Linked DNA regions of Mus musculus: region 1 is linked to region 2. A link is a contact called in public ChIA-PET data. All regions are on one chromosome and are shown on one strand. Each heading gives the region's core, a stretch centred on a gene start, on an enhancer-like site or on the middle of the called end of the contact. The rest is flanking DNA. Distances are from core to core; before and after follow the strand shown.

The links. ChIA-PET counts read pairs in DNA pulled down with a chosen protein or histone mark.
Region 1: an SMC1A ChIA-PET map of the G1E-ER4 cell line shows a contact between it and region 2, with 5 read pairs. The contact joins two enhancer-like sites. A contact is called at or near these places in 2 of 15 datasets of contacts at CTCF or cohesin (the G1E-ER4 cell line and pro-B cells), 9 of 484 Hi-C or Micro-C datasets (CD4 T cells, the N1E-115 cell line, cerebral cortex and 5 more), 1 of 115 datasets of contacts at active chromatin or transcription factors (embryonic stem cells) and 3 of 9 other capture datasets (adipose tissue, liver and pancreatic islet).

Annotation. Positions count from the first base shown.
Region 1 is chr17:30,449,391-30,455,365 of GRCm38.p6, forward strand. All of the region lies in intron 6 of Btbd9 (BTB (POZ) domain containing 9), which reads right to left. Among named protein-coding and RNA genes, the nearest start is that of Btbd9, 120 kb to the right of the region's middle. Within about 2 kb of position 4,166, at least 12 of the 459 cell types and tissues checked have an H3K27ac peak or open chromatin away from gene starts, as enhancers often do. A contact at or near this core is called in the G1E-ER4 cell line, where this site is marked.
Region 2 is chr17:30,343,714-30,349,455 of GRCm38.p6, forward strand. All of the region lies in intron 6 of Btbd9 (BTB (POZ) domain containing 9), which reads right to left. Among named protein-coding and RNA genes, the nearest start is that of Btbd9, 230 kb to the right of the region's middle. Within about 2 kb of position 2,743, at least 67 of the 459 cell types and tissues checked have an H3K27ac peak or open chromatin away from gene starts, as enhancers often do. A contact at or near this core is called in the G1E-ER4 cell line, where this site is marked.

The DNA.
Region 1 (5,975 bases), core at 2,916-5,415, 110 kb after region 2:
CCATAGAGCAAAGATTTTCATTATTTTCTATTGTAAATGTTGTATTTCCCCACTCTGCCATAAGCCTTTTTTATTTGTTACTTTTAATTTTAGAAATGTAACATTTCTGTGGGGTCAAATATTCTGTAATCCCTTTGTTCTCTATAACCTGATCAGGAACAGGCAGTGATGACGCAGAGCCACAGAAGGGATGATCTACTGGAGCTGGCTAATGGATCTAGTGCCCATCAAACCAAATCCGAGTCCCTGCAGCCTGCTAAGCCTTGGAGGCCACGTGGAAAGAAGTACAGGAGAAATGTTCTCACACAGACCAAAAGACAGGGGCCTCCTCCTTCCATGCTTGCTTGTTGAATACTGTTAGGCCCCCAGTAGCATACACCTTGTCAACCAAATGAAAGGTGTGGCTGCTCAAAGGCATATGCATTCTAAGGCTAACTCATACCTGACATGCAAAAGTGGACTCAGGACTAGTCATTCAGGATACTTAGTCCACAATCAACAAGGAGCAATGGAGGTAGGAGATGAACATCTGACAGGAGAGACTGTCTCTTGTCCTTTTGATACCTAAGTTACAGAATTCACTTCAAGTAAGCTGATGTGTTGATCTGCTACAGCGGTTCTCAGCCTGTGGGTCGTGACCCCTCTGTGGGTCGAACAACCCTTTCACAGAGATTGCATATCAGATTTTACACTACATTTCCTAACTAGCAAAACTACAGTTATAAAGTAGCAGTGAAATAATTTCAGGGGTAAGGATTACCACAACATGAGGAACTGTATTAAAGGGTCACAACATTAGGAAAGTTGTAGACCACTGACTAGGTCAGAATAATCAGATCCAATGCTGGCAAAAAGTTCAAGGCTAGTGTGATGGTTTGTATATTCTTGTACCAGGGAGTCATTTGGAGGTGTGGCCTTGTTGGAATAGGTGTGACCTGGTTGGAATAGGTGTGTCACTGTGGGTGTGGGCTTAATGCTCTCACTCTCACTCTGTGTGCCTGGAAGTCAGTTTTCCACTAGCAGCCTTTGGATGAAGACATGGAACTCTCAGCTCTGCCTGTGCCATGCCTGCCTGGATACTGCCATGCTCTTACCTTGATGATAATGGACTGAACCTCTGAGACTGTAAGCCAGACCCAATTAAATGTTTTTTGTTTGTTTGTTTGTTTTTATAAGGCTTGCCATGGTGTCCGTTCACAGCAGTAAAACCATAACTAAGACAGAAGTTGGTACCCGGAGTGGGGTATTGCTGTGTTAGGCCTGACCATGCTTTTATTTGAAAGAATGTGAATTTTGGGACTTTGGATTTGGAATGCAGTGGAATGCTTTAAATGTGGCTTAATGGGTCATCCTAGAAAGAATATGGAAGACTTTGTTGCTGGGAGTAATGTGTTGACCTGGCCCAAGAGATTTCAAAGGAGAAGAATTTCAGAATGTGGCATAAAGACTGTTTTTGTGGTATTTTGGTGAAGAATGTGGCTACTTTTTGCCCTTGTCTGAAAAGTCTGCCTGAGACTAAGGTAAAGAGACTCAGATTAATTACATTGACAAAGAAAGTTTCAAAAAAGCCCAGAAGAGACTTTATTCTCTGGTTAAGTCTTATGAAGATTAGTTTGAACAAGCATAGCAAGCTTAGCAAGGAAAAATATAAAATATATGGTTCGAGTATTAAACGGGTACCACGAAGTGAAATGGAGCAAAATCCTGTGTTCTAGGAGATAACAGATTAAGGGAGTGGGACCTTGGGGCAAGATCCTACCCAGCTAAATTTAGATCCAGGCAAGGTGGTACACACCTTTAATCCCAGGACACAGGCATGTTGATCTCTGCGTTCAAGGTCAATCTACAAAGCAAAGACCAGGATAGCCAAGCTTAGGCAGTGAAGGATTTGGAAAACAGAAAGCCAGTGATAATGTAATAGTACAAGGGGGTCATGTTCTAGTTCCTGCAAGCAGCAGAACTCCACAGCTTCAGCCATGTGGCTCTGGCTCTAGAGTTAAGAATGGAAGGAACTACTGGGAAAATTGATGCTGGTTAGCTGGAGCTAAGGCATTAGCAATGATTAAGAAGAGACCAGCATCACTGAGGTGAAATCTTCTGGGAATTGTTTTCTGGGAGCACAAAGAAGCTGTGTTCCAGAGATAGCCAAGGTTGTACCTCGTGCTGCAGCTGGACTTGGTAATGTGTAAGAGTCACTAAGGTGGTACTGGTTTTGAAAGCATGAAGGGGTTATGAAGAGCAGCTGAGGCTCGGCACTGTGAGAGACCATGGAAGGCCATTGGTGAAGGTGCAGCCTCAGTTGTAGTTGATGGCCCAGGACTGAATGGGTCATGCAAAGGATTTGAGGCTTGGCACCATGAAGAGAACCTATGAGAGGCCATTGAAGCCTAGTTGGAGTGTAACACCCTTGTGTATTGGAGATGTCAGTACCATGGGATGATCACCAAGAACAGCAGCCGTAGTGGAGTGGATCAACCTAAGCTTAGAGTGCTACAGAGGGCAGAGCTGGAGAAGTGATGCCAGCGTGCTGTTGTTTTTTTATAAGACTTGCCTTGGTCATGGTGTCTGTTCACAGCAGTAAAACCCTAACTAAGACAGCTAGTGTGAACCCTTTCTCAAGGTGATCATGTGATTTCCTGAGTCACTTGGGAGACTACTGAGGCTAGATATGGACATAAGAGATCAAGAGATGCACACTGAAACTGCAATGGGGAGACTGTGCAAGCTTGAGGTGAAACAGAAAAGCTGTTCTAGGTCCTCACATTGAGAAATGACTCTCTGGGGGTAATTTCCTGTGCTAATTAGCCTGAGACACTAAAGGGGGCAAAAAGACAAACTCCAGCTGGGCGGTGGTGGCACACGCCTTTAATCCCAGCACTTGGGAGGCAGAGGCAGGCGGATTTCTGAGTTCGAGGCCAGCCTGGTCTACGAAGTGAGTGCCAGGAGAGCCAGGGCTACACAGAGAAACCCTGTCTCGAAAAAACAAAACAAAACAAAACAACAAACTCCAACACAGAGAAGACATGATCTCAAGGACACGATACAAAGTTCCAGGACAGACAAAAGTAATGCCCTTCACTCACAGCGAGTTCCCACAAACACGGCAAGGCTGCATGACAGACACCACATGTTTTGGAGGCTGCTGCACTGGCAAGAAAGGTGATGTGTTGGCAGACTAACAGCACACTCTGGCCACTGTGCCAACTCGGACCTAAACCTGGCTACACAGGCCTGAGACACCACATCAGCCAGCCAAAGCCCTGCCCCGCCATTGCTAAGTAAGGAGTATGTATACACACGTATTTAACGAGCGATCATTTTTCCTTGCATAATTAGTAGTGACAGCTGTTCATGTGTTCACTTCATTGCTACCTTAGTACTTATCTATCTTCCCTACCTTAGCACTGATTAAAACATACAATGTCTTTAGGAAATGTCCTACCTTATGATTCAATCTTAGCTGTCAAATACTGGCAACAGTACATCTCTTAAGGAAATCAGCTTGTCTGTTTGTACACACCAAGAAAAAAAAAATCTCATTCTTAAGTGAGAAGAAACCAAAGTACAGAAAATAAAAGAAACCCAATCCGTGCCATCCTTGGTCCTCCACCCAGCCTGACAACGCAATCCATGCCAACCTCAGTTCTTCAGCTGTCGCTATAACAATCAAACCAACACTCCCTCATGCCGCCATGACAGTCAACATATCTCATTCATCTCTTCTCTGTCCGGTTCCATTTTCAATCCTGTTTATTGTCTTTCATGTTGAGAGACTACTTTCCAAACTATGGGGAGGGTAAGACTATCATGAAAGAAGCTTTTTGGTCAGGGTTAAATTCCCACTAAAGTAAAATTCCTTCACTGCTTGCTTTGTCATGGATAACATGGGAAAAGAATAACCAGATCTCATTTAGAGGAAAACCCACACACAGAACAGCCTAAGGCAATGTGTAAGGCAGAGAGAAACAAAGGCCAGACTTCCCACCAGAGACCCCACCAGGCCTCCAGTATCTGTTGCCATTCAGCCGGTGGGCGGGCACCTTTTACAGGAGGAAGATGGTGGGAGGGCTGACAGTTACAGGAGCAGGAGACTGGAGCTGTACCCTCCATTTCCAGCAGTAAAAGGGGGCTGACACGTCCACCTACTAAGACAGTGTGTGCAAGGATCAAATGCAGAGAAGAGCTCCAGGAGCAGAGGAGGGAGGTAACATAATCTAAACCCTGCATCACTCACTCTCCAGCAGCCTCCTTCAGAAGCTCCTCAGCTTCTACCCGAGAGCCAGCACACTGTGGTTCAATTAGCGGTGACACCGGACAATGATACTTTGTGGGAGAGCTTGTGTGTGCACAGGTACACAAACACACAGCACACAAACAACGTAATACTTATAGTATGGTAAGGAAAATTACAATGTACACAAACATGAATTCATTAAAAACCTGTTAACCCTCAGTGTGCTGAAAGACTGCATTTTCCGTACAAAATCACCTTTCAAGCTTTCCATTTAAAATTTCATTCCCAAAATATTGCCATGCACATAAAAATTACAATGATATAAAAGTATGATAAACAGTTGATGAACCTTGTTTATAGGATTTTGGAAAACCTAAACAATTTAAATGTAGAATTTTATCTAAAAATAAGGAGATATTTATGTACTTTAGCGCTTAAAATTTCTTCGAATTATGAACAAAATCTCCAGAGTTTAGGAAAGTAAGATAGCTTGTTTCGAGCTAACAATTATTTTGAGAGAGCAAAAGTTTCTTTCTCCAGCACCTGCAGAAACAGTGTTTACTGAGAAAGAATGACTTGTGTCTACAGACAGAGGGCTGTAATGGGCAGTTTTGGTGGAACACATCACAGCAGTGCAAGCCAGCTGCCACAAACCTGTCGTCTGGTTTTGACTTGGACTCATCTGATTTCTGAGAGCAGTCAGAGCTTGGAGAACAGCGGGGCATTTGCTTTGCTGACTACTGAGAGTCAATGGTGGCATGGGCTGGGCTCACAGGGTCCTCCGGCAGGATGCCTGAGAAAAGAGAGTTCTCATTCGTCTTGCAGGTGCCAGGATAAGGGCTGTCACATGGGACATTCCTTCTCTCTGTTTAAATACTGAGAGTAATTTTCATTTAAGAAGAACAGTACTATGAACCTCCTTCATTGAAAGAATGAGTTTTAGCAGAAAAGGACCTCCAGTTAACCTAGTGTAGCCGTAGTTACACTGAATGCAAATTTAAAATAAAAACAGAGTGTGGAATGGGGGGGAGGGGGCAGGGCTGAGGACAGCATTGACTTGTGCCAGCCTGGGCTTGACGGAAGCCTCTCTGTAGTCTGATCATGCAATGAAACTGATTTAGTGGTTTTTGTTATAATTAGTCACATTAATTAATGCTAAAAAACAATGTTAACAGTATATTATTTTCATCTAGTTAAATAAAGGATTATACACATTTGTGTAAATTACACAGCATTAAACATTTAAATAACTTGAAATGAAGCCATTACTGTCATTCAAACAAGTTTCCACAGCTAAAGGCTGAATGTTAAGTATGAACGGATTCAGTATTACAAGAATATGAATCCTTTATCTTTGAAGAAAAATGAGAGTTGATGACTTCTCCCTTGAAAAAAGTGGTTTGCAGTGGCATAGCGCCCTCCAGTGGCCAAGTGTTCAAAATGCAAGTCTCAGAGGCCACTGTTCCATTCTTTTCACACTGAACAAAGGGAGTAACATGAGCGCCTTTATTTATTTATTTATTTATTCATTTATTTATTTAATTTTTTTTTTTTAAAGATTTATTTATTTATTATATGGAAGTACATTGTAGCTGTCTTCAGACACTCCAGAAGAGGGCGTCAGATCTCGTTACGGATGGTTGTGAGCCACCATGTGGTTGCTGGGATTTGAACTCTGGACCTTCGGAAGAGCAGTCGGGTGCTCTTACCCACTGAGCCATCTCACCAGCCCTATTTATTT
Region 2 (5,742 bases), core at 1,493-3,992:
AAGCCCCACATATGCCACCTAATATCCCTGGGGTCATCAATGGTCACAGAATACTCCAGGGAACTTCCTTTTGCCCTTGAGAAATTCTATACGGGACTCAGAATGGAAAAGGAAGGTGGAGGAGCAACAGGGAAGCGAGCCAGCCATTTGGTTGGCACGCAATTCAAGTAGCGTTCTAATTATGCACAGCTCTCAACAAGCCGCAGAATAGGAAAGTAAATAAAAACAATACTGGAGAAAATGAGAACATTCACCGCCCACAGACAGGAAATGCAAACAATTACAGGAAGCACACACAAGGGCAAACCACAATGAGCACGGACACAGACAGTGGTGCACCCTCAGGGCTGCCCAAGTCTAGTGGGTGACAGATTTTGCCACAGAAGCTTGTCCTCCAGTTTCCCAACAACAAGGCACATTTCTACACTAATTTCAATGTGATTCCTATGAAAGACTTAGTCAGGTCTTTAGATCTTGAGCACAAGTAAAGCAGGGACGGGAAGATGCTCCATGTGGCACTGTAGAGCTGCCTATAGCAGGAGCTGAGGCCTTTCTTTGCTGGTCCACACCCATGGTGCTGAAGTTCAACGGATGTCTGTCTACCATCCACATCTCCTGTGGATTCACAAACTGTTTGAGAGGTGGGACAGTTTAGCAATGATTTTCTTCCTCCCCAAAATGTCTTTAGAGTCCAAGCCTGAAGACTCCTGCCTTGGGCTCTCCTGGTATAGCATTAGTGCTAGGACAGTGGGCAGAGAGAGCACCAAGCCCTACACTGTTTCACAATGGGAAGGGGCACTTGCTCTCACTAGGGGGAAGGTTCTCTCCTGTCTCCAGGAGCCACTGCTGCCCCTCTAGTGCTTGGCCTCTGCTCTCAAGTCAAAGCTGCCTTTACTGTTAGTTTCTCTTTAATTTTAAAAGTAACATTCTATGTGCACATAGTTAAAAGTCAAATTGCCTGTAAGGCTTGCTATGACAAATGTCCCATGCTCCATTTCCTCCCCTTCCCAGAGGAAGCGCTGTTATCTGCTTTAATTCATTATTTTAGGATTTATCTTGCATCTATAATCAACGGGCTTCTGATGCTATTTCTTGATCTTCTGGTTTTAGGCTTTATCGACCAATGTTACTGCAGCAGACAAGGATTTAGCTTTCCCTCTCCAACTGTACCATTCCCATCCCCCAATGTAGATTGTACCTTCAGCTGGATCAATACTTACTGTTTACATTATGATTATGTAAATGTTATTCACATCTAATTCCTGCACAGGGTCTTCCTAGTTAGCAATGAGATTAGGTTGTTTTGTTTTTCTTTGTTTGGAACAGGGTCTCACATATCTCAGGCTGGCCTCAACTGTGAAGGAATCTGTGTGCCTGATCTCACCAAAAGCTAGGGTGACAGGCATGTGCCACCAAAGGACCATGGCTCAAGGGATTTTTGCTTTGCTTAATTTTCTAGGAACTCCACATAAACCCTTTCTTCCAGTAGCTCTCGCTCAGCTGATGTGCTGCTCTCAACATCCTGAGGCATCAAGGAGATGTAGTAATTGCTTTCTTTTCAAGCTATCTTCCTAGGTCTCCTGGCCAGGCACAGCCAAGCCTGGCCCCCTCTAGCTCCCACCCCACCCCACAGCCGTTTTTATGTCTCTCCTCCTCTCTGCAGTTTTGTTCTGTGACTTTGGTGGAGCACACGCTTACCAAAAGCTTCCTGAGAAATGGTTTCTGGAAGATGAATAGTTACAGACTTTGAGCCACCTTCTAGTACGCCTTCCTGTTTGGCTGCCATTGTATGTGGTATGGGCCTTTAAACTACCAACTGTTTTCCTCGGGAGCTCTGAGAAGAGTATCATTTTGTCAGTCAACTGCTTTGGTACTGAAAGACCATTGTACTATCTGACCACAGCCTGCTCTAGAAGCGCATGGATTACGTCTAGATGCCCCATTCTCAGAAATTACATGAAGATGAGCCTGGGGTGGGTTTTGCCATCTAGAAACCCACACATTGCACAAAATTTCAATTGTTAGTCTTGACTTCTTCCCCAGGGCCTTTTCTCAATGACACTTGACGTTTGGATTACCAGAACCTTATGAGACCCTGTGAACCCTGACCTGCACTTTTATGCCTTCCCTTCAGCATAAGTCTTTTCATTGGTTTCATCTCCTTTCTTGGAGAGTTCAACCTCAGTGTCTAGGCTGCTTACTGATATTCTGATTCCGCTTTAATACAGCAACTCTCTAACAATACTTCCTATTCTCTAACTCTTCCTTCTCATGGCATTCTTGGTATAAAACTGCTGTTGTTTGTTAATCTCTCTAAAGATGGCAATGGCTTTTTGAAGTTTTCATTTCCCTATATACAAGCAAACAAACAACAGAAACAGGCAACTGTGGGCAAAAGCCCCCTTTTAGGTCCTTCAGCTTACCTTCTCATGGGCTGGCCAGATTAACTAGGGAGAGATCTCTAACTCGCTGCAAGGAAGAAGGATAAGGACCGAGATGCTAGTGTTCTGGAAGCAAGTCATAAAGCTGGACCCAAAACTGCCCATCTCTGTGCATATGGGTGTGTGTGTGTGTGCGCGCGAGTGTGTTAGGGTATTAACAATGCAGGGTTCTGTCTCTACAAGTGATGAGTTCACCCCTGAAGTATGGCCCTTCTTAACTGTGCACCCCTGGCTTAGCATGCTCTTATTTTGCCCTCATCAGTTAAGTTCCCAGTTTTGCACTCTGGCTGGGGAGAACGGTCAGGTTGTATGCAGTGGGGAAGTGGGCACTGGTCCTCCTCCCTTCAGCCCTTTCCTGCCCGGTGCACTGTTGGTGCTGTGCAGGTGCCTCGTGCCTTTCTGAGGGTGCACTTGTTCATGGGCTTCACAGTTTGCTCTTTTCCATATGATCAGGGTTTATGTCTACACAGCCTTGCTTGTGTTTTGCTAGGGTTCTGTTCTGAAGGGTGTGAGAACTGAGGTATGTTCACGGTGTGACCACCACTAAAGCCTTCACTACCTGTCATAAGGGAATGCCCATCTCTTTGGATATTCAGAGTTCCAGCAAGGACCTGTAGGGCCTTTTGCAGTCTGAGACCTGTAGCCTTCAAGTTTCTGTGGCCACTTGAAAACTGGTAGGCAGGACCATTTCCATCTCCACTTCAGCCTTCGGGCTACAATTCTATTCCTTATCCATTCCCTTCCAACTGCCTCTCCAGCCTCTTAGCCCCAGTCCTCCTACCAGGTCCTCAAATATTTGTCTTAGCCAACAGAGCCATTTCATCTTCTAGGCTGTTATTTTCACTAATTAAATGTCCGAACAAGGAGACATCCAGACAGTCCTATAAATTATCACCATTCTGCGGGAAGATTCAAACGACTGACTAGTTTTGTTAGCCGCAGTCTTTCTCCCCTGGGTAGAAAGGGGGATGTGTTAATTCCCACTGGGTAAAGATAAAGTAATTCAGCTCATCGGCACACTGCCACAGCTGCACAGATGGCCCCGGCCGCTCTGTTTATCTTGATAACTGTGGAAAACACCATCTCCTCCCCTTGCCTCTCTCCAGCACAATCACCAGCTCCACATGTACACCGGCTGATTGCAACCCTCTGGAGCAGAGACCTGTCTGGTGTTCTTCCTGCATATCTGCCATGCACCCTTCCTTTGTTGCTGCCGCCTCAGATAACAGCTGCTGCAGGGTACCTGATAGACTCAGCTGTGGGTCCTCTGGATGCTCCCAAATACCCCAGCTCAGCCAGCTGCATCAAAGCAGAGCCGTGGGAAGTAAGCACGAAAGGAGGCGGAAGCGCACAGTCACACCCTCTTTAATCATTATACCTACTGCAGCAGCTGTAGCAGCAGGAGGCAGAGGCCCGGGGCAGGGATGCAAAGATCTAATAGCTCCTGGCCTGCCAAGGATACCTTCTGGGATGCCAAGTGGGATGCCGAGTGGGATACTGGGAGAGCAAAACCCAGGGAGAGTACATCAGGACCCACTGCCTTAACTACTTGATCAGGAAGCCCAAGGAAAGCATTAGACGGGCTGTTCTCCTGGGCTGGAGTGAGTCACACAGGAGTAAGGCCAGACACAATGTTTTCAATCTCTGTTGCCTCTGTCCATCTCAGTACAGTCCAGTTAAACATAACGGCCACCATCCTTGTATGTCAGGACAAGTCTCACATCTCAGGACACTGCTCAGTCTCAGGAAACCGAGTTCATCCAGGCCACCAGCAGCCACTTCCACTCTGGAGGCACTGAAGCCGAGTTGATTCACATACATCTCACTCAGCACCTCCATCTTTCGGGCCCACTCACTCCCACCCCACAGCCACTCCTTGGCCTGTACCACACAGTTACAAACAAGGGTGGCAACGGTCAAGGCCTGCTTGTGCCTGACCTGCCCCAGAAGCCAAGGCTATGTTGACTCAGCTCACCCAGTTTCTTTTCTAGAGACCCTGTCAGAAGTGCAAGGCATGGAGCCCACAGAGCTGAATCAAAACAACCATGGCAGAGACTGAAAATCAAGCTTGTCTCAGTGTACAGGGAAACAGCGCCTCCCTGAATAACTTCACTGCTAAAGCTTAGAAGGACAAAGCCAGAGAACACTCCCTGGCCCAGGGCTGGATAATTCTGTGTGAACATCACTCTGGCTTGCTTTGCCCTCCCCTGCTCTGGCCAGCATCAGGCCACTTCACTGCTTACTATCAGGGAGGTAGATGGAAGGCAACTTCTCCACTTGAAGGCAGATTTCTCAGGAAGAATGCTCAAGCTCTGGGCTCATAAGTAGGAAGGGAGGATGGGTGTGGAAGCTGGGGTAAAATCTGTTAATAATTTGACTCCTTCTAACTCTCAAACTGAGAAAACTGCTGAGTCCATTTGCACTGGAAGACTAGGAAAACTGTAAGCATCAGACAAGAAAACCAATGGCTAAACTATACAAGATCCCAGCTTTTAAAGAATTATTTTAACAGCCATCACAGGCAATGGTAATATTAGCAATTAACAATAAACAAAAACTTGTACGTTTATATATGATTCTTTAATATTCTTATAGCCTCAATCAGAGAGACCATTAATTCAGACTGAGTGTGAACTATCACGTTCATAAAGACACCTGAATGAACAACTCAGATTTTGCTTCTTCATTGGCTATTTGGAAGCCTGCTTCCTTATCTGTAGAGGGGAGAGTAATGGTATCTAATTTAAGGGAATTTACAGGAACCAGGCACAGAGTAAATGTTCAGTTAAGAGGGGAGGCATATTGTAAGTACTCAAAAATGTGGGTGGGCACATTTCTCAGTTTGCTTAGCATTTTTATTGGGTAACTCTCATATGCTGAACCCTTTTAGACACGAGATAAGGAAACAAATGTGAACAAGTCAATTCCTAAAAGGGCTACTATTTTAATGTAGACGAAACTTCAATACCAATTAATAAAGAGCGTGTGAACTCTACCCTAGCAGCATGGTGGCTCGTGGCCATGCTGCCTCACCCAGACAGGGATGACCGGCAGAGAAGCTTCCTAGATGTGACTGCTCAGGACCAGGACATGACAAGGAAGAGGTGAAAGGAACCGGGAACGGAAAAGTCAAGGCAGGAGAACAGCATGTCTAGGGAGGAGAGAGCCAGAAAGACTGGGCAGAGCAACAGAGCTGAGGCTGGACTGGTCTGGCCTGGAGCAGCCACGGTGCAAACAGTGACTGCAAGGGCAGCAGGATGGAGGGCAGGCGAGGGCAGAGAACACAAGAGAATGTTTCAGT